Regions from separate parts of the Zea mays genome. Here all the other regions are linked to region 1. A link is a contact called in public Hi-C data. All regions are on one chromosome and are shown on one strand. The core of a region is the stretch at or near the end of the contact, and the rest is flanking DNA. Distances in the headings are between cores, read along the strand shown. Region 1 holds the start of LOC100285777 (LHT1). Region 2 holds the start of LOC100282373. Region 3 holds the start of LOC118473551.

Region 1 (5,067 bases), core at 653-3,152:
AATTTATTAGTTGTATTTAATACTTTAATTATGGCTAGTAAGAATGTAAGCTGCTTATGTACATTTGTTTTCTTGTTCAGGTGCAATGCAAGTGTTTGGTGCTTTTGGTTGATAGAAGCTGCTGGATGCTTTTGGTATTTTTGAAAGATGCAAGTCGTGCTTCTGGTTGATACTTAGAAGTTGGTGGTTCAAAACTGAAAAACCTGTCAGGCTGTCACTTGCTTTTGGTATTGTTATGCTTATATATGATGTTATGCACTTATGCAGTTCAGCATGTTTGCTGCCTGCCTGCTTGCTGCTCAGCTGCAGCCTGGAGGCTGGTGCTTATCTGAGAGTACTAAGTTATCTGATGTGATCTGTAAAACTTACTCAGTTCTTGTCAAACTTAATCTGTTAACAGGTTTCTTGTCAAACTGCTGGGCGCCTGAACACTGCTGTGCACCGTACGTCAGGCTGTCCTCATGCATCTGTTAACAGATCTTTTGTCCTCTGCTGCTTAGACTGCTTTATGAAATTTGAAATGTGATGAGACTTATGCCTTATGGTGACTGGTGATAGCTTATTAGATTAGAGTATCATACTTTTGGTCATGGTCTTATGGAATATGGAATGTGATGGGATCATTGGACCGCATGGTATGGGTCATGGATGTGTAAATAAATTATAATTTCATTATTTCATCTCTCGTCTATTAAGTATTAACAGTTTATTACTGTGTTGTCTATCTTGTGACCTGAAAATAGCTTCAAATCTGTAACTTATGCTTGCTGGCAACCGAATCTGTCACCTGGGCGCAGTGGTGGCCCTGAGGATGCCGCAGAGGGACGGTTGCCCTGGGCCTCCGAATTCATAGGACCCAATTCTAATCATGTGATTCAATAACCTATTAATAAAGTAATGAATATCTAAACATGTTAGAAGAAAATTTTAAAGTGCATATATCCTTTTATTTACTTATTATTTGACATAAATATTTTTAGATGTATTAAAAATGTTTAATTAGTAACATTTATATATTAAAAATAATTTGAATGATCTCTATTTGAAACCTTCTCCCGAGCCCCTAAAATGTTAGGACCGCCACTGCCTGGGCGGCACAGTCTAGGTGGCACAGTGGCTCGTGAGCCTTGTTCGAGCTAAGCCGACCCGGTTATCCCAGCTCGTCGCACTGCCGAGCCAAGCCGGCTTGTTTCCAGCTCTAATCATACACATATACTAGCTAGCTATATCTTGATATAGCTATATTTTGATGTGCGGTCAAGATATAGCTAGCTAGTATAAGTGCATGATTCGACGGTGGAGAGAAGACTCTTGACTCTTGAGACACGTTTTTCCACAAGAAGACGCATACGCAATTCCTGAACCCTGAGTCCCTGACGACGACACATCATCGATCAGGTTTGAGCTGACTTATCTTCGGTGTGTGAAAGCGTAAAAAAGCAATATATATAACTTCTGAACAATGGACGGCGCCGCGGTGAACCACACAGGTGTCCTTTCCCTGCTTCCAAATTCTCGGCACGACATACACAAGCCCAGTACTGGTACTGCCATACGTACGTACTAGTAAAAAAATGTACACGTAGTTGACAAATCAAAACCACACGTGTACCACGTTAGGCTTTGTTCGTTTCATCCCTAATCCATGGGGATTGAGGGGGATTGGAGTGGATTGAGGAGGATTTTGACTTGTAGGGGATTCAATCCCTCTCAATCTCCATAGATTTGATAAAAACGAACAGGGCCTTAATGATACAGTACACAGTATTATTATTATTATTATTATTATTGATAATAACTCGGAGAGAGAGAATATGTACGTAGCGGTATACGCGCTGCCACCGAAACTAACTCGGCTACTTATGTGCTGTTAGCTAGGCCATCGATCGGGTGGATCGGAAACCAGCTGACGCTGAGTCGTCTTTCTCGGCAGCAGGACCCGCCGCCGCCTCCTCTCCATCTCTCTCTCTCTCTCTCTCGCCATATCGATTCCATTGGGGACGCAAGCACCGCCCCAGACCCAGAGCTTCTCTTCTCAAAAGGTGCGCGTACGACGTAGTACGTGCAGTGCGGCGCCTTCTTCTCGATCTCTCTCTCTTACCAAGGAAATCGATCTCTTACATGATCTATAGGGGGCTGGGGGCGTCAATAACATACATATAAAAACTCGCATGCAGATGCAGGAGCAGGACGTGGACGATGGCGGCGGCAGGACGACCCAGCAGCAGGAGAAGTCGATCGACGACTGGCTCCCTATCAACTCCTCCAGGAAGGCCAAGTGGTGGTACTCCGCCTTCCACAATGTCACCGCCATGGTCGGCGCCGGCGTGCTCGGCCTCCCCTACGCCATGTCCGAGCTTGGCTGGTACGTATACTTCATGTCACGAATCCTAAATCCGGCTTCCGATGATGATCGATTCGACCTCAATACAAGCTAAGAAGATTGATGAGATAAGAAAAATCCAGATTTTCTTTCCCCCACCCTGATTGGTGCCGGGAAAAAAAATCTCAAGTTAGCTTGTTGTCTCTTTCCGGTCCTTATGTTTATGTCTCATGACTTGCCTCTTTTTTTTTTGGTCTAGTAGTCTCATGTGTGTTAATTTGCGCTGTTGGGCCGATTTTGTCTAGACGATGTGACAGTTACAAAAGTAACATGATAGGTACATGAACAAAAACCTGAATACCGGTCACACCCGATAAGTTAAATACACGTCATGATGTATACCTATAATTTGAGAGTATATACATGAATATTTGGCATCTATATCATCATATATATGCACGTCATGATGACTATCATATTTAATAGGGTTTTTTAAGTTGGTGCTCTCAGTTTGTATCGTATATAGTAACATGTGGACTACAATTAATTAAAATACGATCCTTTTATCAACAGCTGAATAAAGTGATTCAATTGTACGAGCGATTAACTCGTTGTCAGATAAAGATTATTAGGGGGTCACGGGCAGATAAATGGTTCATTGTTGATTATTGGCGTGCACACAGGGGCCCTGGCATCGCGGTGATGATCCTGTCGTGGATAATCACCCTATACACGCTATGGCAGATGGTGGAGATGCACGAGATGGTGCCTGGGAAGCGGTTCGACCGGTACCACGAGCTCGGGCAGCACGTCTTCGGCGACAGGCTGGGCCTCTGGATCGTGGTGGCGCAGCAGCTGGCAGTAGAGGTGAGCCTGAACATCATCTACATGGTCACCGGCGGCCAGTCCCTCAAGAAGTTCCACGACGTCATCTGCGACGGCGGCAGGTGCGGCGGCGACTTGAAGCTCTCCTACTTCATCATGATCTTCGCCTCCGTCCACCTGGTCCTCTCCCAGCTCCCCAACTTCAACTCCATCTCCGCCGTGTCGCTCGCCGCCGCCGTCATGTCGCTCAGTTACTCCACCATTGCGTGGGGCGCGTCGCTGCACAGAGGGAGGAGAGAGGACGTGGACTACCACCTGCGCGCCACGACCACCCCAGGGAAGGTGTTCGGCTTCCTGGGAGGCCTAGGGGACGTGGCGTTCGCCTACTCGGGGCACAACGTGGTGCTGGAGATCCAGGCCACCATCCCGTCCACGCCGGACAAGCCGTCCAAGAAGGCCATGTGGAAGGGCGCCTTTGTCGCCTACGTCGTCGTCGCCATCTGCTACTTCCCCGTCACGTTCGTCGGGTACTGGGCCTTCGGCAGCGGCGTCGACGAGAACATCCTCATCACGCTCTCCAAGCCCAAGTGGCTCATTGCCCTCGCCAACATGATGGTCGTCGTCCATGTCATTGGCAGTTACCAGGTACGTACGGTACAAACATTTCACTTCTCCATATCCAAGTCACATACACTCCATATCCATGTCATTGGTTGTCGGTGCAGGTTTATGCCATGCCGGTGTTTGACATGATAGAGACGGTGCTGGTCAAGAAAATGAGGTTCGCTCCGAGCCTCACGCTCCGTCTTATTGCCCGGAGCGTCTATGTTGGTAATGCCTCTATCTGAACTGAACCCTAAAGCAGTAGATCGACAAGCATCTGACGTCCTAACAAACAAGTGCGTGCAACATGTGTGCAGCGTTCACAATGTTTCTAGGCATCACTTTCCCCTTCTTCGGTGGATTGCTCAGTTTCTTCGGCGGATTAGCCTTCGCACCGACAACTTATTTTGTAAGCTTTTCCAAAGATCCATGCATGATTGCATTAATTGACCCATTTTTTTTCCTGCAACAACAACAATGGCGCATTCTGAATTTCGCATCAAGTTCGGAAATGTATTCTAGAGCTGACCAAACCTTGCATGTTTCTTCCAGCTTCCCTGCATCATGTGGCTCAAGGTTTACAAGCCCAAACGGTTCGGCCTTTCATGGTTCATCAACTGGGTAATAACTGAGAAACATAAACAGCCTTCCTAGTATAATAATGACTCTGCTAAGGTTGTGTCCTCTGATTTATCTGTGTCTCCCATGCATGTTCTTCAGATCTGCATCGTTATTGGAGTGCTGCTGTTGATTCTGGGTCCGATAGGAGGGCTCCGGCAGATCATTTTGTCAGCCACCACATACAAATTCTACCAGTAAAATCGATCAACTGGAGTCGTATGGCGTGGCTGTTTTGTTAGCATTACATTTCTTAGGGTGGATTGGCTTTTAATGTACACGAGCGAGTGAGATTGATGCTAGTAGCTCCTAGGAGTATATATATTTCTATCATCCACAGAGCTTAATGTATCTTGTAGTTGGGACATTAAAAGAGCAAGTAGGCTTTACTCGGTGATCTTTCGTTTCACAACGTTGTTTAGCACTCTTTATTGTTTTGTGTGGCTCGCGCGGGACCAACACTATTAGGGTCGTTCGTTACTTCAGGAACGGAGGCATGAATTGATTACTAACCGGTTTGTTTCTATAATTTATATAAATTTTAATCAGTTGGAATGATTTCTGGTCCATTTCTAAACAAACGAACAAGGCCTTAATATCGAATAATATCAGATACTGCAGCTAAAAACCTGATTACCAGTTGAACCAACTAGCTATTAGCAGGGACGGGCACTATGTGTCACCGCCAAAAATATTGT
Region 2 (5,067 bases), core at 1,897-4,396, 220 kb before region 1:
CAATAACAGATACTACCCAATAGTTTAGTGGTAAGCAAGGTATAGAGTAAACTAAACTAGGATAGCCTATTAGGTCCCATGAAGTTAACCTGACCATGTCACAGTGATTAACATGAACATTATTGGGTAAAGAAGAGTGATCAAGGGCACAACTTGCCATCTGCGAGCTCCTGCTCAGAATCTTTAACCTGTTTTGCTCCGGGCTCCTCGATTACTTGCTCGTCTACTAGCGACAATACAAACAAACATTGTATAGGAGAAATTAACATCACACCAAACATGAGGACATACTTCATAATAATGTTCTACATGTCGCTACGAGATCGCAGACTCGAGAACCACTAAAATCGGAGTTATAGTTGAAAATATATAGTTCTATGAAATTTTAGGTGCTAACTATGAAAAACTAGATTATTAGTTGATTTATAGATCATGTGAGATGTGCATTAGATATCATCTTAATTAGAGATTATCTTCTATTCAATTTATAATTATACACATATTACTTTGATTGGAAAGTTTAACCTACGATATATAGGGTAAATAAACATCTAAATATAAAAGCATGTGACATGTTACAAATAATGTTGTTACAACATGAGAAACTTTATTGCGAAGTTAACTCAACTGGAACGAGTTAAATCGGAGCTAAAACGTGCAAGTTATGATTTAGCTAAGATTATTGGATTTATTTCTATACTATAAATCATTTTCCCGATTTTTATTTAGTTTAACCAACGATTATGGTCTACAGGGTGTTTGGTGCCAAATTCAGGACCTCCGAGTAATGATCTTGGAATACAAGGGGACTGCGGGTTCATTCCTAAGATTTTAGGGATTCTTTTGCAAATCCGGGCGATCGAAGGGGTAAGCTCCATCGGTAGTCGTTCAATATGAAACCTATGCTCTAGATTAGATCGGATCAATATGCACTCACCGCACCATGCAAGCCGTCAGATTCTGGATCTAAGGCCGCACATCTGCCACACCACCCATGAATCGGATCCATCGGATCATGAACCAACGAATAACATTTAACGCGATGAAGGGGTATCAATTATCTAATCTAGCTCGCCCATGAATGATCCAACAACCAGTGATGTTCCCCTATGCCTACCGCGGTCTAATTAATGGTGTCGTGCCCTTCACGACAGCGAGCTCGCCGGAGATACACTATATGGCCCTTAGGTGCAATAAACCAAACAATCGGGGTGTTACTCACTAATAGTGGAAGCCTCGGAGATGCCAGTACTTGGCACACCGCTAATCACGGCGGTCCCAATGGTCCGACGAGGAATTTGCGGCGACGTTCCGGTCCTTCACGCCCAACGGTGCCCTAACCAGGTTCTATATGTGCACGCATCGCCCCTTATCCACCACCAGGGCCCCGATTGGTGTTGCAGACCGCAAGCAGGTGCGGCGGCTCGAAGCTCTCCCAGTTCTCTCAGCTCTCGATGGGGAAAGACCTCTCAATGCCCTTGTCTTGGATGGGAGGAGGGAAGGGGTCGTGGTGGCTTGACTTTTAGAGCAGCGAAGTGGGGCGATGCTTGGTGAGGTGGTCGCAACGAGATCTGCGAACCACAGGAGTTTGTTAGGATTGCGTGGGAGAAGATCTATAATGCTGTTCTAGCGGGCCCACAAGGTGGACACAGGAGACCGGGCAGGGGCGCGTGGGGTTGGATTAGCGATAGGGTCCACCGGTCAGTGTCGAGGCGGGAGCACGTGGTATGGGGGGGTCCATCTGGGTGGGCCCACGCGCAGCGATTCAGCTAGTGGGGGCTGGGGCTAACATCCTGGCCCCGTCTGTCAGTGCATGTGGGGAGCGCAGGCTAGAACGAAGGTCCCGCCTGACAGTGCGGCAATGGGCCGATGGTGCGAGGTAATGGGCCGGGAAGGTGTGTTTCGGCCCATGCAGATGTCATTTTTCTTTTTTTCTTTTCTACTTCCGTTTCTTTCATCTTTTCTATTTTCGTTTTAGTTTATTCGAATTTGAATTGGGTTTTGAATTCCACATTCGAGGTTAAATGCACAAACAATAAATTCCAGCATGAAATGCAGGTTTCATTTTATTCATCTTATTATTTACCTTATTTATTAACCGATTGCTTTTCAATATGGAACTCATATATACAAAATATATTATTCTAGAAAACATTTTCTAATATGTCATCTTAAATATTTTAGTGAGTATAAATCTAAATTTTTTATTTTGTATAAGGATAGTTTGTTTAGGACTCTTTTGAATGAACATATCTCAAATGCAAGAATTCACACACTAAAACAAATTCCCAGTATTCCTCTCTTTTATAAAAAAACTTCTTAGACTTGTAGGACCAACTTTTAGGGTTTACAAATTCTGTACGGGACTGTTTACCTCTCTTATAAATAGATGAACAATGTCATGTATAAGATTATATCTGAAGGACCTTTAGCTTTGTATTGCTTAGCCTTCAAAAAATCTTCATAATTTTTCTCACATAGAGAAGTCGAAAGTATGTTTGTAATTTCGTTGAATATAAGGAAGAATGAAATAAAGATATGAGATAGGTTTCATACTTCACTATTTATTGTCATTTTATTCAATACTGTTTCGTATATAAACCTTGGTCCTCTAAGCTAACATTTCAGAGAAGTGATAATTTAAGAATCAAGGTTCGTATCCACTTATGTTGCCTTGATTTTTAATATCTTCAGGGGATTGAAATCCAGTATCGACAACGGTGAAGCAGACATTGATGGAACGTCAAAAGAAAACGATTGAGCCAAACGTTAATTTATGTTTTTCTTTTTATAATGTTTTGTACTTCTCTTTAATAATTTTTATACTTGAAAAAATCGTAAATACAGCATCATCCTAATGTAATAGAGTTTTTCAACAAAATCTCATTTTTTTAAGATTGGAACAAAATTACAAGTCAAACATATGAAAATATTGTTAAACTCTAAAGTAGAGAGCCGCTATACACTGAAGAGTTGGGATTTAAAGAGGAGAGCAGTCCGAAACACCCTTAGGCCTTGTTCGTTTGTGTCGAATTGGTGGGTCGGAACGATTCCTAACCGGATTGCTTCTCTAATTTATATAAACTTTGACTAGCTGCAACGATTCCGAGTGCAATCCGACACAAACGAACAAGGCCTTACTCAGCATGGAACAGGTTCTCTGTCCTCATAACTCCAACCAAACAACGGCAGCTAGCGAGCTCCCGCGGTCCCGCCGCCGCCCCCTGGTCCTCCAAAAAACGGCTGAACCCTAAACCCTCCCTAGCTCCCGCCGCCTCGCTTAACCGCGCCCATGGCCGCCGCCGCTCGCGCCGCCCTCCCGCGGCCCCACCTCTCTCTTTTTTCGTCCTCCCACCGCAGCCCCCATCTGTCCCTCACGCCCTCCTCCGCCCCTCGCCTGCGCAGCGGCGCTGCCACCTCCCCTGCGCTGCAGCAGCACCACCAGGTCACCACGCGCCTGGGCGACGTGATCGAGGCGCAGCAGTTCGACCGGGACGCGCTGAACGAGATCTTCGAGGTGGCGCGGGAGATGGAGGCCGTGGAGAGGGGTTCCCACGGCGCCCCCAGCCGCGTCCTCGAGGGGTACCTCATGGCCACGCTTTTCTACGAGCCCTCCACGCGCACGCGCCTCTCCTTCGAGGCTGCTATGCGGAGGCTCGGCGGGGAGGTCGTCACCACCGAGAATGCGCGCGAGTTCTCTTCCGCCGCCAAGGGGGAGACACTCGAAGGTGAGCTGTTGAGCTTCAGCTGCTTTGTTTAATACAGTAGGTTAAATTATGTATGCATCGGTGACGACGAGGGGGTTGTTTGCGTGGACAAGTCGGTGTCTCAATTGCATTATGGATGCTGTTGAGAGTCGGTGGTGCCTGAGCACACTCGAGTAGGTGTGGAAACGAGCATGCCAAGCTTTCTGCCAGTTAGCAATTGCCAAATTTCCATTTCACTCAAAGTTCCAGTCAAATTTGAGATCAGAACTGGATTTAATCGAAAACAAAGGAAAATGACGTAGTGGATTACCTTGTCAGTTGTAGAAATTAAATTTGTTCTTAATTTGCAATTTGGATCAATTTTTACCATTTTCCGTATCTTGAGCGAATTCCAGGTCACTAACCATGTGTATCCATGATGCAGATACCATAAGAACCGTTGAGGGTTATTCCGATATTATTGTACTGAGACATTTTGAAAGTGGAGCTGCAAGGAAAGCAGCAGATACTGCAAATATTCCTGTTATTAATGCAGGTGATGGACCAGGGCAACATCCAACCCAGGTAAATGTTCACTTTCTGATCTTCCCTCCTGTCTCACTTTAAGAAGTGTCGTCAATTGTCATCCTTGGGGGTTAGATTCTGAGACAGGAGGTAAAAAATGACAGCATGTAAAAAATGGATTTTTTGAATGATGGTCTAGCAATTGGTTGGGATGTTGCAAATATATTCACAAGCGTCAGTGACCTGTTGGATGGATATTTTGATGTTTGGGTACTTTGCAAGGATAAAAAGGATAGGAAGGTGCACTTGGACTTGAGGATGGACACTCGAGCAAGGGTTTAGTCTGGATACTCTTATAGCATTTTCTTCACGTCTGCTTCTGGACCTGTCTGATGGTCCATTATGTATTTTGTTATATGATGTCGCACTGGACGGATACATATGTACTGCATATTCTTTGTGCCATTTGTTTATAAATTAACTATGGTTTCATTGTGTTGGAACTTCCTGATGGTATATTCTACACCTGCAAGAATTTCTTCTGACAAATCAGCAAAAATATTCACAGAACATGCTACAGATTGCTTTTAGTCATTTACCCAATGGTTCATATGGAATACCCAAGTATCTGCTGCTTCTTGATGATAACTAAAGTCAGTCATACTCGCTGGAGTGCATTTCTATATTTGTATACCAACTTGCTCAAATACCTTTTGTGTTGCATCTATCTTTTGTTTGAAAATTTTACAATATCATTTCTCACTTGCAATTTCAGGCTTTGTTGGATGTGTACACAATAAAGAGAGAAATTGGCACACTAGATGGAATTAAACTTGGTTTGGTTGGTGACCTTGCT
Region 3 (5,067 bases), core at 1,885-4,384, 140 kb before region 1:
ACGGAATACTAGATACATTTTAATGGGGATAATCTAGATTGTTGAGTTATTTTATAACTACTATCCTTTATGCCTAGATATATATGCAGATGTAATTGTGGACATTGATCCACAACCCATCACACTCAATCAAAGATCCAAATCAGACAAATATCATAAGAACAAGCATTCAAGCATATAGATACTAAAAAATAGTTTTGTTTTTGTTCCTAAGAGTAGGTCTCCTATTCCTAAAAGTCACTTTAAGCACAGGATTTCAAAGTGTGAAATCCAAGTTTGTCTTTAGAAGGAAAAAGGTAAGAGTAATCAGAGTAAAGCGGAAAAAGATGAGAAAAGGTTAAGAAAAGTTTAGAAAGAATCAGAGTAGCAAAGGTAAGTAGAGAATGGTTGTCCAGTTCTATCTAGGTTTCGTCCTACAGTCAACATTCCTCTGATACCACTTCTGTCACGCCCGGGTTTTAGGGTTCCAAAACCTGGGCGTGAAATAAACACCAGGTGTGATGGGACCAGTCTCACACATATGATGAATAGTGGTATAGAAACAAATGTCACATCTTTGCTATATAATAGGAGTTCTGTATAAAATAAATAAATAATTACATCATAAGGAGACAACGATCCAGCAACCCAAAGTTGATTGGGAGACGACGGCCTATACCTCTCACGAACACGTCACAACATCCTCCATGCGCCTCATCCTGCGGTACATGTTCTTGACCTGTGGGGGGTGTGAGACAGCAAGAGTGAACTCACATACGTTCATAGCTCAACAAGTTGTGGGGAATAATGTGCATGAACTCGCCAAAGGTGGGAGCTCACGTGAGGTGTAAGGCTTACCAAAGAGGATGGTTAGAGTTGAGCATTGCTTTTAAAGTTGGTCAAAATTTTATTAGCAATTACTAAGTATAAGTAAATACCAACCCAATTAAGTAGAAGAACAAAAGTAATAACAACACCCTCAATGCAATGCATATGACAAATTGAGTTTAGTTGCATAAATTAATCATGTGAGTGTCCGAGTCGCTCATGACCGTGAGCATGGCTAGTATACCAGTTTTACACTCTGCAAAGGTTGTGCATCTTTACCCACAAGTCATGTTACCCATCTGCCAAGAGACGGCCAATCCCGTACACCTCTACCGAGGAGGCGAGGCTGGGTAACACTACGAGGCCTTTACAAAGTTCCACTAGCTTTCGAAAACCCGCTACAGTTTATGGGAAGAGCACTTGTAAGAATCCCTCGTCTGACCGCCATTGCAGCAAAATCAACCCGAGAACCTCCCTGCATGCAACTCCCCTACTGCCCTTTCCCCTTTTGGGTAAGGTAGTCTTCCACTAGCTTTCCTAATTAGTCAGCCAAGGGTGTCCCATACAACCCTTGTGGTAGCACTATTTTCCCGGGTGGTTCTCCATGTTCCAATTAACATAATGATCTTAACATGAACAGTAGATAACAACTGATAATAAAATATAATCATGAATAAAATGTATCTCTAGACCCAAAACCACATAAAGCAATAGCAGGTACTACCCAAAAAGTTTAGTGGAGTCAAGGTATAAAGATAATCAAACTAGGGTAACATAAAGGGTCACATCAAAATTATCCTATGCAGATCATTATGATTAATCAAAAGATGACTGGGTAAAAAAAGTGATCAAGGGCACAACTTGCCTGGCACTTGAGATTCCAGGTACCAACTTGCTCTTCAGATGACACGGTGTCCTCACTGCTAAACGTAGCAATACAGACAAACATAACATAGGCAAAATTAACATCACACCAAACATGTAAATAAAATAAATAATAATAATCTACACATTAAAATAAGATTCTAGGAACAGGAATCATTAATTTTGGAGTTATAGATTTTAAGTTATGAATTTCTGAAGGTTTTATGTGTTTTGTACAAGATTAAATAGGATATAAATTTTATTGTGTTATTCATGTCAAAACAGAGACACTAGGTGATAAACAACATTATTACAAAATTATAGGAACTGGAATGGATTAATTTGGACTAAGTATGAATTCTCTAGGAATTAAACAAGTTCTAGGATTATTTTTACACTAGAAATTCATTTTCCTTACTCAATTATTTAATTCCCCCGAGTTCTGGACTGTACACATTATTATACTAAAGATCAGGGGTTATTTTATAAAAAACCAGGGCCTCAGCGTAAGGATCTTTAAACCACTCGGGACGGCGGTTGATATTAAGAAAACAGAGGGGTCCTTAAGTAAGAATGGCATGGCGAAGGGGTATCGTGAATTCTAAGCCATCCGATCAGAATCCTGTGGTCTAGATTAGATTCAGGCTTAAAGAGAACCGGAGCGTAATATGGGCCGCCCGATCAAGATCCAACGCACTAGACCAGACCCCGAACCGGTACGCCATCCTAACCATTAGATCGAGATCCGATGGCCCAAGGTTTATGAGGTCCGCCGACCATTAAATTTAGATGTAGGGTCCAGATTTACTTAACCAAAACGGTACTCTATGTTTAATCGGAACCGTACGCTACGCAATCGACGGCAAGGAGCCCTTCTTCCCCAGAGGACCAACCTGGCGACAGCATAGGGCCCGCCACGGCAGCAACCTCGCCGGCGAACGGTGCTCCAGCGATCTGGTGCCCAACGACACGCACTGATAGGTGCTACGCGACACAGAGGAAACGGAAAATCATTCTACCAAGACCTTACCGTCAAAGATGTTGCAGAGAAGCTGGTCCCCGATGAGCAGCCGCTCGATTGGAAGTTCAGAGCTTCGTTGAGGAATTGCAGAAGCCACGGTCACCCCACCACCACACCACTGCCAGCGCAGGCGTCGCCCACGATCACCAACTCCAGGCGCACCACCCCGACCGCACACAGATTCCCAAGAAGTGCTTGCACGACGGGCGATGGGAGTCGTCAAAATCTACTGGCGCCACACCGGCAAGAGCTCCTATTTCTCTCCCTCCTTTGGAATCTCGGCGGCACACTGGATAGATGGTCAGGGGAGGCCGATTCTTATACCCCGGTTGCCGAATCTGTTGCCGAGGAAGACGGAGTTTGCGGCGCGGGATTAGAATAACCCGAGGACGGGGCGAGCCCGACACCATTGGCCCACACGCTTTCGCTGCGCTGGGACAGACCGGGTTCGCGAGTGCGCATCCGCCTGGTCATGCGCGTGGAGCCGCTGAAGCCACGCAGCCAGCGGAGACCGCCGCGCACCCCGGTGTTCAGTTTAGGAAGAAGATGACTTACAGCCCGGGCCCACCAAGCGGTGAACCAGTGGTCACAAGCACGGAGCGATGAGGCTGGCGATGAGGGCCCATGCGACGACGAGGGCGCGCGATGCGCGCGGCGGCGGAAGGAGCTGGTGGCGTGGGTCCCGCGTGTAAGTGGCTGCGACCAGATTGGGCCGCGCAAGAGGGGACGGGATGGGCCGAGAACTTGGAAATTCGGCCTATGACGAGGTCTGTTGTTTTCTCCTTTTGTTTTTCACTTCCATTTTCTATTTAAACCTCAAATTTATTTCTAGTTCCAATTTGAAATTTTCAAACCAAATTCAAATTCCTATTTTGCATTTCAGATCCCCAATCACAATTATATATAATACAAATCCTACTATTTCCACTATTATTATTTATTCACCTTCCCAATATTTAATTCTAACGACAATTTACTTTATTACAAATTCCGTTTCTCATGTTATATTTTAATTTATAAGTTGAGATCAAATGTAAATTATGACTCCTCATTTCACGAAAATGCACCCCAACAAATTCATAAGCATGGAATGCCCATTCCTTTATTTATTTATTGGTTACTTGATTAATTTACTATTTTATCTAACTATGAAAAGGAAGGGAACTAATAAATCTCCAAAAGGCTTCGAAAATTCCCCAAAATACTAACATAATTATATCTATTTATTTATATCATTTTTTGGGCTTTACAGTATCAGAAGTGTTGGGATAGCAAGCATAGCCGAACACGCGGAGGTGGTCGTAGGAGGGGTTGTGCCATACAGGTTAAAGTAGGGGGTGGGGTGGCTCACCGCCTTCGATGGAGGATAGTTGAGGAGGTGGGTGGCGGTGTATAGGGCCTCTGCCCAGTAGATGGCAGGGAGATATGCCTGGAAGAGAAGGCAGTGGATCATATTAGTGGTGGTGCGAATCATGCGCTTGGCCCGGCCATTCTGGGCAGAGGTGTAGGGCCACGAGAGACGTAACTGAAGCCACTGGTGGGGAAGAATGACCGGGAGGCATGGTTGTCGAACTCATGGCCATTGTCACACTACAGTGCATGGACCGGGCGACGGAACTGGGTGGAGACCCAGGCGAAGAAGTGAGTGAGGGTGGTAAAAGTGTCGGACTTCAAACGAAGAGGAAAAGTCCAGAGAAAATGGAAAATCATCCAAAATTGACAAATAGTATTTATATCTAGAAAGACTAAGTATACGGGAGGTCCAAAGATCGCAATGAACCAGGTCAAAAGCCTGCTCAGCCCGAGAAGAAGAGGTAGTAAAAGGGAGACGAGTATGGTAGCCAAGCTGACAAGCATGACAGAGGCATTCAAAATGTCCCTAATAAAAGAAGAATCTAAACTTCTGGAAAGCTTGGTCATGATGTCAGGTCCTGGGTGGCTGAGACGATGATGCCAAGTGGTGGAGGTGGTGGTGGACTCTAGGATGGGAGGTGGAGACGCACCGGTGAAAGAGGGTCGGAGCGTGTAGAGGGGCCCGACGCTATCACATCGGGCGAGTGGGGTCCTAGTGGCTAGATCCTTCACAGAAAACTAGAAAGGTCAAACTCAATGGAACAAGAATTGTTAGTGGTGAACCAATGGACAGAAAGGAGATTATGGGCGATGTGTGGGGCTACGAGGACGTCGTTGAGATAGAACGGTCCAAGGAGTACCGAGGCACCTACTGATGTGACTGGAAGAGTGGAACCGTTTCCAACGACGATTGAGGTAGGTTGTGTAGAATGAGGTGGGTGTGAACGAGATAGCATGCCTATGGTAGGGGTGGTGTGGTATGCACCGAAGTCGATGAGCCAGCCAGAAGATGGTGGAGTCAA

Evidence for each region. Hi-C and Micro-C count contacts between places; a contact is called where the count stands out from the background.
Region 2: a Hi-C map of tassel shows a contact between it and region 1, with 2.3 times the contacts expected there. The contact joins the promoter of LOC100282373 here to the promoter of LOC100285777 in region 1. A contact is called at or near these places in 3 of 25 Hi-C or Micro-C datasets (ear, endosperm and tassel).
Region 3: a Hi-C map of tassel shows a contact between it and region 1, with 4 times the contacts expected there. The contact joins the promoter of LOC118473551 here to the promoter of LOC100285777 in region 1. A contact is called at or near these places in 11 of 25 Hi-C or Micro-C datasets (bundle sheath, ear, endosperm and 4 more) and 1 of 3 datasets of contacts at active chromatin or transcription factors (seedling).

Annotation. Positions count from the first base shown.
Region 1 is chr10:56,102,083-56,107,149 of Zm-B73-REFERENCE-NAM-5.0, forward strand. LOC100285777 (LHT1) reads left to right here and starts at 1,903. Exons shown (of 7, transcript NM_001413989.1): 1 at 1,903-2,058; 2 at 2,178-2,365; 3 at 3,007-3,793; 4 at 3,874-3,979; 5 at 4,069-4,160; 6 at 4,304-4,372; 7 at 4,472-4,777. The coding sequence starts at 2,178. The coding sequence ends at 4,570. It overlaps LOC100304039 (a long non-coding RNA gene), which reads left to right. Exons shown (of 4, transcript XR_560079.4): 3 at 81-227; 4 at 401-712.
Region 2 is chr10:55,875,883-55,880,949 of Zm-B73-REFERENCE-NAM-5.0, forward strand. It overlaps LOC100282373, which reads left to right and starts at 3,147. Exons shown (of 5, transcript NM_001155285.1): 1 at 3,147-3,728; 2 at 4,132-4,271; 3 at 4,987-5,067. The coding sequence starts at 3,293.
Region 3 is chr10:55,965,223-55,970,289 of Zm-B73-REFERENCE-NAM-5.0, forward strand. LOC118473551 reads right to left here and starts at 3,135. Exons shown (of 2, transcript XM_035963379.1): 1 at 2,702-3,135; 2 at 1-1,727.